Linked DNA regions of Zea mays: region 1 is linked to region 2. Evidence: chromatin contacts called from public HiChIP or PLAC-seq data. All regions are on one chromosome and are shown on one strand. Each heading gives the region's core, a stretch centred on a gene start, on an enhancer-like site or on the middle of the called end of the contact. The rest is flanking DNA. Distances are from core to core; before and after follow the strand shown. Region 1 holds the start of LOC542610 (60S ribosomal protein L26-1). Region 2 holds the start of LOC109944961 (AP2/ERF and B3 domain-containing protein).

Evidence for each region. HiChIP or PLAC-seq counts read pairs in DNA pulled down with a chosen protein or histone mark.
Region 1: an H3K4me3 HiChIP or PLAC-seq map of leaf shows a contact between it and region 2, with 3 times the contacts expected there. The contact joins the promoter of LOC542610 here to the promoter of LOC109944961 in region 2. A contact is called at or near these places in 5 of 25 Hi-C or Micro-C datasets (bundle sheath, ear, leaf and 2 more) and 1 of 3 datasets of contacts at active chromatin or transcription factors (leaf).

The regions. Positions count from the first base shown.
Region 1 is chr3:19,701,211-19,706,246 of Zm-B73-REFERENCE-NAM-5.0, forward strand. It overlaps LOC542610 (60S ribosomal protein L26-1), which reads right to left and starts at 3,618. Exons shown (of 1, transcript NM_001305880.1): 1 at 2,806-3,618. The coding sequence starts at 3,515. The coding sequence ends at 3,042.
Region 2 is chr3:19,548,259-19,552,965 of Zm-B73-REFERENCE-NAM-5.0, forward strand. LOC109944961 (AP2/ERF and B3 domain-containing protein) reads right to left here and starts at 2,686. Exons shown (of 1, transcript XM_020550729.3): 1 at 974-2,686. The coding sequence starts at 2,407. The coding sequence ends at 1,271.

The DNA.
Region 1 (5,036 bases), core at 2,368-4,867, 150 kb after region 2:
CAATAGAGAAAACCCTAGGAAACACACAAAGAGAGAATTGTAGCCACAAATTAAGCTTAAATAAGTTGTTTTGCAATGAGCTGTTGGGAGGGATTTTATATATGGTGGTCGGGTGGCAGGCTGGACGTTAAAAGCGAGTCGGGTTGGACCAACCCAATGGCCTGACTTCTCTGCACGGGCCCAGCCTGCCCCTTTATGCCGGGCTGGCATGGGCCCATAAGAAACGTGCGGGGTCGAGCTAGTATCGGGCCAAGGTAGCGAGCTTCAGTGTGGGCTACGGGGCCGTGTGCTTTCTATACATGTATAATATCGTCCATCGTTCATTTAATACGCTCTAGCCGAGACTTACCCAGTACGTTATAACGTTGGGACTTATGTTTAAATCTTTTTTGCATAGAACTTATATTGTTAGTATCGAGGGGCTTATATCGTTCGATACCCGATGTGCATGGGGACCTAGGGCTTAAACCGTTAGGTGCTTTAGGATGTAAGGGCCGCCGGAAGGGCCCCATGGGCTTATGATGTGCCTACAAATCGGTTTATAATGTTTGACCATTATAACTTAGACATGTTCAAAGTAGACCCAAAGCATCTAAATAAAAATTTCCATGAAACCTCACGCTAGTCTATACGAATGAGCCCTTTCTCTCTAGAGCAGCGGATCGACAGCTATAGCCTCTCTGCTTTGTCCTTTTTATCCTCGGCAGCTGTCGCTGCTTGCCTGGGCCGTTTTGCCAACAGCTGGGCCGCCAGCTTAGAAGCAGCATTCTCTGCCAGCCAAATGCATCGCATGGTCCTCCAAGCAATAATAACCACCATCTGCGCTATTTTTTTAGTCGGCCCAATCGAAGCCTCACACAGCCATTATCCTGTATAAACGACTACGTCAGATTACTTATTTCATTCATGATACTAAAAGGTCTTCACTCTATTCTAAACTATAAGATGTTAGTCTTTTCCAATTCCATTATTCATCTAAACATAATGTTTATCCAAGTCTACAGTGAAATACATGTTACTAAAAAACTAAAACATGCATTTGTGATTGCATCAATAAATTACTCGTCCTATGCCTAATATTCAGAAGTTCTAAACAGACTCGTCCTATGCCTAATATTCAGAAGTTCTAAATAGTGGGTATCTGAATACAATAGAGCTAATAGTTAGCTGTTAAAATTAGCCAGAGACATTCAAACACACTAGCTAATAGTTGACACTAGCTAATAGTTCAACTATTAGTTACTTTTAGTAAATTATTTAATAGTTAGCTAGCTAATCTCACTAGCAAATTTTAAGCTAACTAAGTATTAGCTCTTGTGCATTCAAACATCCATATACTTACTCAATAAGAATTAGACAACACTTTGTGTCTTTCCTCATTAAGAGGACAAAAGTTAGGACGTAGCATTCTCCTTTAGGGCTAGTTTGAAAAAAAACAGAGTAAATTGAAATGATTAGAATCTTTTTCTTATTTAAAATTGAATAAGAAGCAAATTTTAGTCCCTCTAGTTTTATAGCTTCCGCTCACTAAACAACACATTGCAGGGCAGTGACAGTTGGGTGTTCAATCGTGAGGTCACAGTTGGGTGTTCAATCGCGAGGTCTGGTGCCGCATCCTCGACTGGCTAGTGCCTACCGTCGATGACGCGTTTCAGCAAGGCGCGCAGATTCTCGTCCCATGGATGGCAACTTGGGGAGAAGGATGGGCTCGCTGGAACTGCTCGTTTTATGGCAACCGTGGAAGGAACGAAACTGCAGTCTAAGAGGGCGTGGGTGCCTCCGCAACACAAGTCAAAATGCTTGTTCCTTTGAACCAACAATCTTTGCTTCTCTCTACAACCATTCATTCGTGTTCCTACGCTCCCATTATCTATTTCCATTCATCATGCTTCACTCTACACCCAAACACAAGCCACTCACTCAAGAACCAAACAAAACTAGAACAGCGGTACCGAGGACAAGAGCATTTCTATCAGAACCTAGAAGAGTGCCACTTCATTCAAGTAGGCTCTAGAACCAAACGCTAACTTATCTCCACACATTTTTCAGGGAAGATAGGCAATCACTGCAACAGTCGAATTCAGGAACATAGTGTTTTCCACGCCAAAGAAAAGATCAAATGTTTCGCTAAAGAATCAGCAAGCATTCAGGACGGCTCAGTTCAACAAATTTTCACTCATTCAAACTGAGCAATTTGTTTCAAAGCAAAAACATGATATATTTCAAACAGTCGTTAGGCTCTCACGATAATGAATAAAAGTATTAACATAGTTATTTAAAATTGCTAGTCCTCAGTAACAGGCAAGCATAACAGGGGCTAAACAAGGGTTTAGGCTAACATTAGCCATTGGAAACATAATTCGACGCCAACAAGTTACCTGCATAAGCATGTTTGATGTACTAGCAAACTGTAACTCGATAACAAGGAAAACAAGAACAGAACATACAAAAACTTAACATACACAACCATAGAACGTGCCAAAGGCCTTAGTTCGCCTGATCCCAATATGGCTGATGAAGTCATGAAGGTTTTTTAGGATCAAGATTAAACGACGCCCCCCCCCCCCCCCCCTCCAACCAAGGCAAACGAACAATACATGCATGCATACTGGCTGCTGATGAAAAATATCTGAAATGTGTCAAATTTAAAACGTTCAGAATAACTAGATCGGCAATTAATATAAATTGTTTCCCCACAGTTAGATAATTCGAAATACATCCTACAAACAATAATTCTAGCTAATTTAACAGACTGTAATATAAAATTAGCAAAAAAACGCTACATGCATCAGACAGGTAATAGAGTGAAGACAAATCACAGCAACCATTTAGAAGATACTACAAGGAGACATTAACCACATAATGAGATCTTCAAAGCTCAGGTCACAGACACACAGGTTCACATTATGTTCCAAAAACTCTCATCCAGGCACAGAGCAGTTTTCAAATAACATAAAACCTCTATCACATAATCATTGGTAGCAAAAACAAAAGAGATGAGGAAAAGGCGGTACGACAACCATCAGATGACCGTGAAGAGTCTAGTCGATCTCCTGGAGAGAGGCGCCGGTGGCGGCGCCACCAGCGGCGGCTGCAGCGACGTCGTCGGCAGTAAACTTGCCCTTAGCCTTGTCGGCGGCGCGGCCCCGGGCCTTGCGGTCGAGGAGAGCCTTACGGTCCTTGTCGAGCTTCAGCTTGGTGACGATCACTTTGGAGGGGTGGATGCCCACGTTCACGGTGGAGCCGTTCACCTTCTCGCGGGTGATCCGCTCGACGTGGATGACCCAGCGGCGGCGGTACACCTGCACCACCTTCCCCTCACGGCCCTTGTAGGTGCCGCGCACGACCTGCACCTCGTCGTCCTTGCGGATCGGGATGGAGCGCACGTTGTACTTGTGGCGGAGCTCCGTCGACAGCCCGGCGGACATGAGAACGCGGCGGACGGAGGACGGGGCCGTGAAGTGCGCCTTGCGGCACTTCCGGCGAGAGCTCGTGACGCGGGGATTGCGCTTCATGGCGGCGGCGGGGTGGACGCTCTTGCTTACCTGGGAGGCCGCTTCGGTGGCGGCGGCTAGGGTTTTCTGTGTGGGGGAGCGAGTGGAGGCGGCTGGTGGTAGTCGGCAGAAGGATTATATAGCTGGTGTGCTGCTAGGGTTTTGTGTAATCGCTGTGGGGACGTTCGATTCGCGTCGGACGGCGTCGATCTGTTGGATGGAATGGGTGGTTGAGTTGGGCTTTTTTTTGTTTGCTATGGGATATGGGCTATATCGATTTAGGTGACGTTTGGATAGTCACTGAGATAGAGAAATGAAAAATGGAATGAGATAGTAGAAAGGTTCTGGTTATGGATTAGGAAACCAGACCTAATTCATTATTTGTCAATAGTTAGTTAGAGTAACTCTAATAGTTTTTCTAAAAAAACTTCATAAACTCATGCTCAACAAGTTGCTAAATAGCTATTAGGAGTAAAAAATAGCTTGGTCTTCTATATTTCCTAATATTTAGATAGTAGTTCAATTTTTAATCTAGTTTTGGTGAACCAATTTAATTTAATGGAGTTACATGTGCTAGTGAAGGATCGCATCAAGATTTGTCTCTCTTGCTGCCTACCTCTCGTTAGCAACCTCGTAAGTGCCTGCAACATCACTGTATGATGCAACAAGTTTATCATATCTCGAATTTAAGGGTAAATATGGGTGCGTCTCAAATATGTGTTAAAATCAAGTCTCACACATATGATGACTCATGTGACAGAAATCAATATCACATCTTTATTATATAATAGAGGTTATGTACAAAATAAGTAAATAAATACATCATATGATGAGCACTGCTTTAAAAGAAGTTGGTCAAAATTTTATTAGCAGTTACTAAGTATAAGTGTATATCAACCCAATCAAAATTTTATTGGCATGTCGTCGATCGTCGTGGTGTAGCTGCCCACCGAGGCGGCCGTGAACACGACGGTTCTACGCGGTTGTCGAGGAGGCGAACCGGGACTTCGGGACCTTTTTCCTTCGCGGGCTCGGGCCGAGGCCTCTCTCTCTTGGCGAGAAGGCCCCGTTCGTTGTTCCGAGGCAGAGCTCTCGACCTGCTAGACTGCAGCGCACTCTAAGAGACCCCTGAATTAACCATGGATTCGACGTCCCTCGGTGGTGGATGGTTCCGGCATTGTTCGGACCAGGATTGATGTCGTAGCAAGGTTCTGGCAGGCCCTGTGAAAATGCCGAAGGGGCTTCAACCTCAGCTTCTTCCATGATGTGATGGTGGACATCGCGTGCCTTGGCGCGTGCTCCCTCGTCAAGGGCTCCACCTGCTGCTTCCCGCTCGAGAACTTGTCGAAGCTACTGCAGTCGTTGTTGCTCTTCCCCGAGCTTGGCGTGTAGCTTGTGGAGCTGCTCGAGGTGGGCTATGTGACTCCCGTCAAAGGTCTGAGCCACACCCTGCTCCCTTGGCTCCGCGACGTGCGGGGGCGTTGGCCTCCTTGGCATGCCGAGATAGTTCCCTTTGTCATGCTCCTCGTGCCCTGCACGAAA
Region 2 (4,707 bases), core at 1,436-3,935:
CTTTCATGTATCACTTTTCAAGAGAAATAGGTCTATCTATTAATACTATTTTGTATAAAACTTAAGATGTGCTCTTATTGGAGGACCAAGGGAGTAAGGCTAAAGCTAGCAGATCGTGCACATGGTCCTGCAAAACACTGTACTGAAGACTATACTATTTAGAGGGTGTAGTTTGAAATAAGAGATGTAGATGAGTAAGCTGCTAGATGCAGTACGAAATAGATATTGGAGTAAATCTTACTGTACGTTTTTATAGGTGTCCACAAACGCTATATGATCGAAAAGTGCGTGTTTTTGCTCACAGAAATCGGTTTGAAAGATCTAAAAGCCATTGGAAACACGATAGAGTAGCTGACATACGATACAAGAAAATCAAGAAAGTTATGTATGAAGAAAGGAAAATAAACAGCATTTGAGTTATGGACTATAGGCTTTGTAGGAGAAATAGGAATAGCTGATGTGTATACAGTACTCTTCTGAGGTGTACGAGATCTTTTTTTCATTGAGGAAATAAAGGGGTGTACGATCTTACCCAGCTCTCTCTCTACAGTCTAGCTATTACAGAATCAGTACTAATAAGATCCGTCAATCCTTTTGAATGAACGAAACTGCAGCGATCTACTATGAATATAGTCACTGTGAGTGAACGAAGGACGAAACCAATCTATAGCACAGTAATAAGAGGAGATTCAAAAATTGCTATATATGCATGTAGATAGAATGAAACTGATCTGAATCCTCAATCACTCTCTAACTGCATCTTCAACTTTGACTTCTTTCAGTATCTAGAAAAACTTGGATTGTCTTTTGATTGATGATATATAACACCCGCAACCTATAGTACAAGTGTGCAACATCTATCGACTAGTTATTCGTGCATGATGTGAACTGTTGCAGCAAAAATAACCAAACTATAGACGGCATGTGTGTTGCCAAATAGGCAAAGGCTGAATCGATCCAACACATGAGAACAAGATGCAAGCACACATGTTTAGTCTCTAGCAGATGCAATCAACTTATTGCTGCACTCGATGGCACAAACTTGCATGAGATCTTAATTATAGGAACTACTACATAGTATCGTCTAGCAACTCAAGATTGCCTAATGATGTACATACAACTAGTTTAACTTGCAGTCTTACTTAAACTTAAGTTTTTGCAAAGACGAGCCGAGTAATTGAATTCAAGATCAAGCAGGCGGCCGAGACGACATGAAGATCGAAGAAAGAGGAGGAAGGACTAGAGTACTATGTGTATACTAGCATCGCTGCTATAACAAGAAGGCACCTAGGGCAGGAGAGCGGTGATGATGAGCCACGCATTGCTTCTTGAACGACTCCGCCTGCGGCCCATGGTCGAACGAAATCTCCACCGGCCGTGCGCGCTTCTGGTGGTGGCACCCGGCTCCGGCGATGTCGACGCCGAACAGCCTGACTACACGGGCCTCGCTTGGTTTCTCCGCTGGTGCTGGTGATGGTACCGGTACCCCGTCGGTGGCGGGCGTCGTCGTCTTGGTCTTCTTGCAGTCGATGAAGAGCTGCTTCTCCGAGCCGTACGTGGAGTGGGAGAAGACGATGGTGTCCCCGGCTCGGAGGCCCTTCTCCCTGACGAAGCGGCTCCAGCCCTTGGTGAGCACGTAGCTCTGGCTGCTGTTCCAGTAGGAGTAGCGGAACCGCCACACCTTGCCCTCCCCGTCCTCGAAGTTGAGGAGCACGCCCTTGGCGGTGGTGGGCGCCTGCGCCTCCACCGACGGCGGCGCGCGCTTCAGCGGGAAGTGCTTCTCGGCGTGCTGCTTGGGGACCACGAGGCGGTTGAGCTTGCCGACGTCGCTGGGCGTGACCGCCTTGTCGAACAGCAGCACGCGCGCCCAGGCCGGCGTGGGCTGCGCGCGGCTGCGGCCGCGCCGCAGGCCCTGGCGCAGCTCGTCGGCGTAGGTGTGCTTCCGCAGCATGTCGACGATCTCCGCCTTGGAGTGGGCGGCCAGGAAGGCGAGCTCGGGCGCCGACGCGCCGGCGCCCGGGAAGTTGGTCGCCGCCTCGCGGCCGCGGTAGCGGAGCGCGGCCACGTCGTAGGCGCGCGCCGCGGCCTCCTCGTCGGCGAACGTGCCGAGCCACACCCGGGCGTGGCGCTCGTAGATCTGCGCGCCCCAGCGGCCGTTGGGCTGCGGCACCACGCCCTTGAAGCGCGAGGAGCCCTGCGGCACCGCCGACGGCTGCGACGTGACGGCCTGCTCGTCCGCCGCCGGCGAGACGGCGACGGCGTCTCCGCCGCCGACCGCGCCGCCGCCTGGTGGTGCGGCAGCGGGCGGCGGCTGCGCGGCGGCGGCGGACTCCGTGGTGGCCGTGGACGCGGCGGAAGAGCTGTCCTCCGGCGCCGCCGCCGTGGGGCTCATGCTCTCAATACCCATGATGAGCTACAGCTACGTACAGCTCGCGCTGCTCCCTCTGGAGTGCTATCTTCGCTTTGGTTTCTTGGCGTGTGTGCGTGCTTGCGTACTGCCTGCAGCAGAGCAGCCTCTATCTGATGATGCCGGACTGTGATAGTATTCGCCGCTGCCGCTAGGCGATAGCTAGAAACAGTATGGAATTATTGACGAGACTTTACTGTTCTAGGCTTGCTTGCTTGCTAGGGCTGGGACAAGATGATATACAAGAAGATAGATGATGCAGGCCTGTGAGGGCGTGGTAGTATGGTATGCTGCTGCCGCGCGACGCTCTATATATAGAGAATGACATGTTTCTATTTTGGAACCATGCACATGTTTGCGTATATACCCTGAGGCCTAGCTAGTTTAATTCCAATCCTTTAGCAAAATATATTTCCAGATGTTGAATTTTTTTTCTATTGTACTTTTTTTCTCAACTTGAATGCGGATGTAGACGTGTATGACTCGTGCAATGTACTTGATACCTATACGTCGGCTGCGTGCTATAATCAAGCATCGCGCATGTATAAGAAAACGTTAAAATTAAGTATACCGCGAGAAAAAAAAAAGAAAACAAATAAAACCAGTACTTGGTATATAACTATAACCAAGGGTTTCTATGGAAAGTATGAACATACCTCTTACCTTAATCAGTTGAGCTACAGACTCATTTCCTATCCCTAGTAAAAGGACAAGAGCAAGTTCTCTGAGAGTTTGACATGTTTTTACCATCGAGATTAACCCCATTTAGAGCATGTTTGGATCCTAGGAGCTAATGCAAAAGTGATTACAGTTTAGTTATTTAAGAGCTGAAGATCCAAACATCCAAACAGGTAGAGATAAAAGTGAGTAAATTGATGTTTTTTTTACCATTCTAGTCACTTTTAGTTGTTCCTGTTCAGATCTTTAGCTCCTAAGTGAATAAATTTTAGTCATTTTTATTTTAGCTTGTAGGATCCAAACATGTCCTTAGTTTTTCTCTATTGGTTTGGGTGCCAAAGTATCCTGTCATCATGGTGCATGGGACAACGAATCAACAAAATCAAGTAGTGATGCTAGCTAGATGCCAAACTATATATAACACATGGGCGATCCAATGGTGCATGATGAATTTATAAAAAAAAAACACACATATATGTAGGTCGGTTTTAAATTTGAAACGTAATAATGTCTTGTAGACTTTTTTTTTCTCTCTCTCTATAAAGTACATATATATTCACACTTGTGATTCTAGTTTCTGAAAGGACACGGTATATATATATATATATCCGCTGCTGCAGTTTATTTTGGTTCATATAATAATAAATAGATTCCTGGAAACGCCCACATTATTTTCTTCGTCTGTTTTTAGTTCTCCAGTCATGCTCACACAGCTCTTTTTAGTTTCTGTCCATCGATCTAGGACTTTCAATATCCAACGACGAGTCTTGGCGCGGCATGCTTTCACATTAGTACAAGGTGGCGAGAGAATGCAAAGTGTGCTGACTTTTCTTCGGACCATGTGTAGGCTTCTTTTTTGTGCGGGGGGACTGGCCACCAAATTTGTTTAAGCTAAAGCGCACACATGAGACATGATACATACCCCTTCATCCTAGCTTATAGATCATTCCCACTTTCAAAAAAAAATTTGGAGTCAAAGCATCCCAAGTTTGAATAAATTTATATAATAAAACAATAGTACTTATGATACAAATAAGTACTATGAGATTTTTTATTAATTATATTTTTGTAGTATGCCTATTTAATGTCATAAATCTTTACAGTTTTTCTATGAAATTTGAAATAATTTGACTCTTTAAAAATTTATTAGAATGTCTTATAATTTAAAATAGATGGAGTGCAATAGATATAGTTTTAGTGGAGCGGGGGCACGTACGTGCCCTGCCTCGATTTTTCTAGTTTTAGTGGGCCTTTTACATTATTTACCGTAAAAACAAAAATTTATTAGCTACTAAACCTCTATTTAGGCCCCCACTCTTATTTTGGGCTAGGTCCACCCCTGCGTTGCATACTAGTGATTCAAGGATAAGATCAAGCCTTGCAGTGAATTTGTGAATAAGAACCTAATATATTATTGGCAAACAAATCAATTTGTTCTATTTTCCTTTAAAAAAGAGTACTAGAACAACCATATATAAGGCCACACGGGTGCTTGTTCTACCTCGAGACGCAGGAAATCCATGTATCCAAAAATACTGTCCAATAAGTAAATTCCCACTTGGTTAAAGAGTGGGTGCATGCATGACAGGGACAAGAACTGTCATGTGGCCATGTTTGTTGCC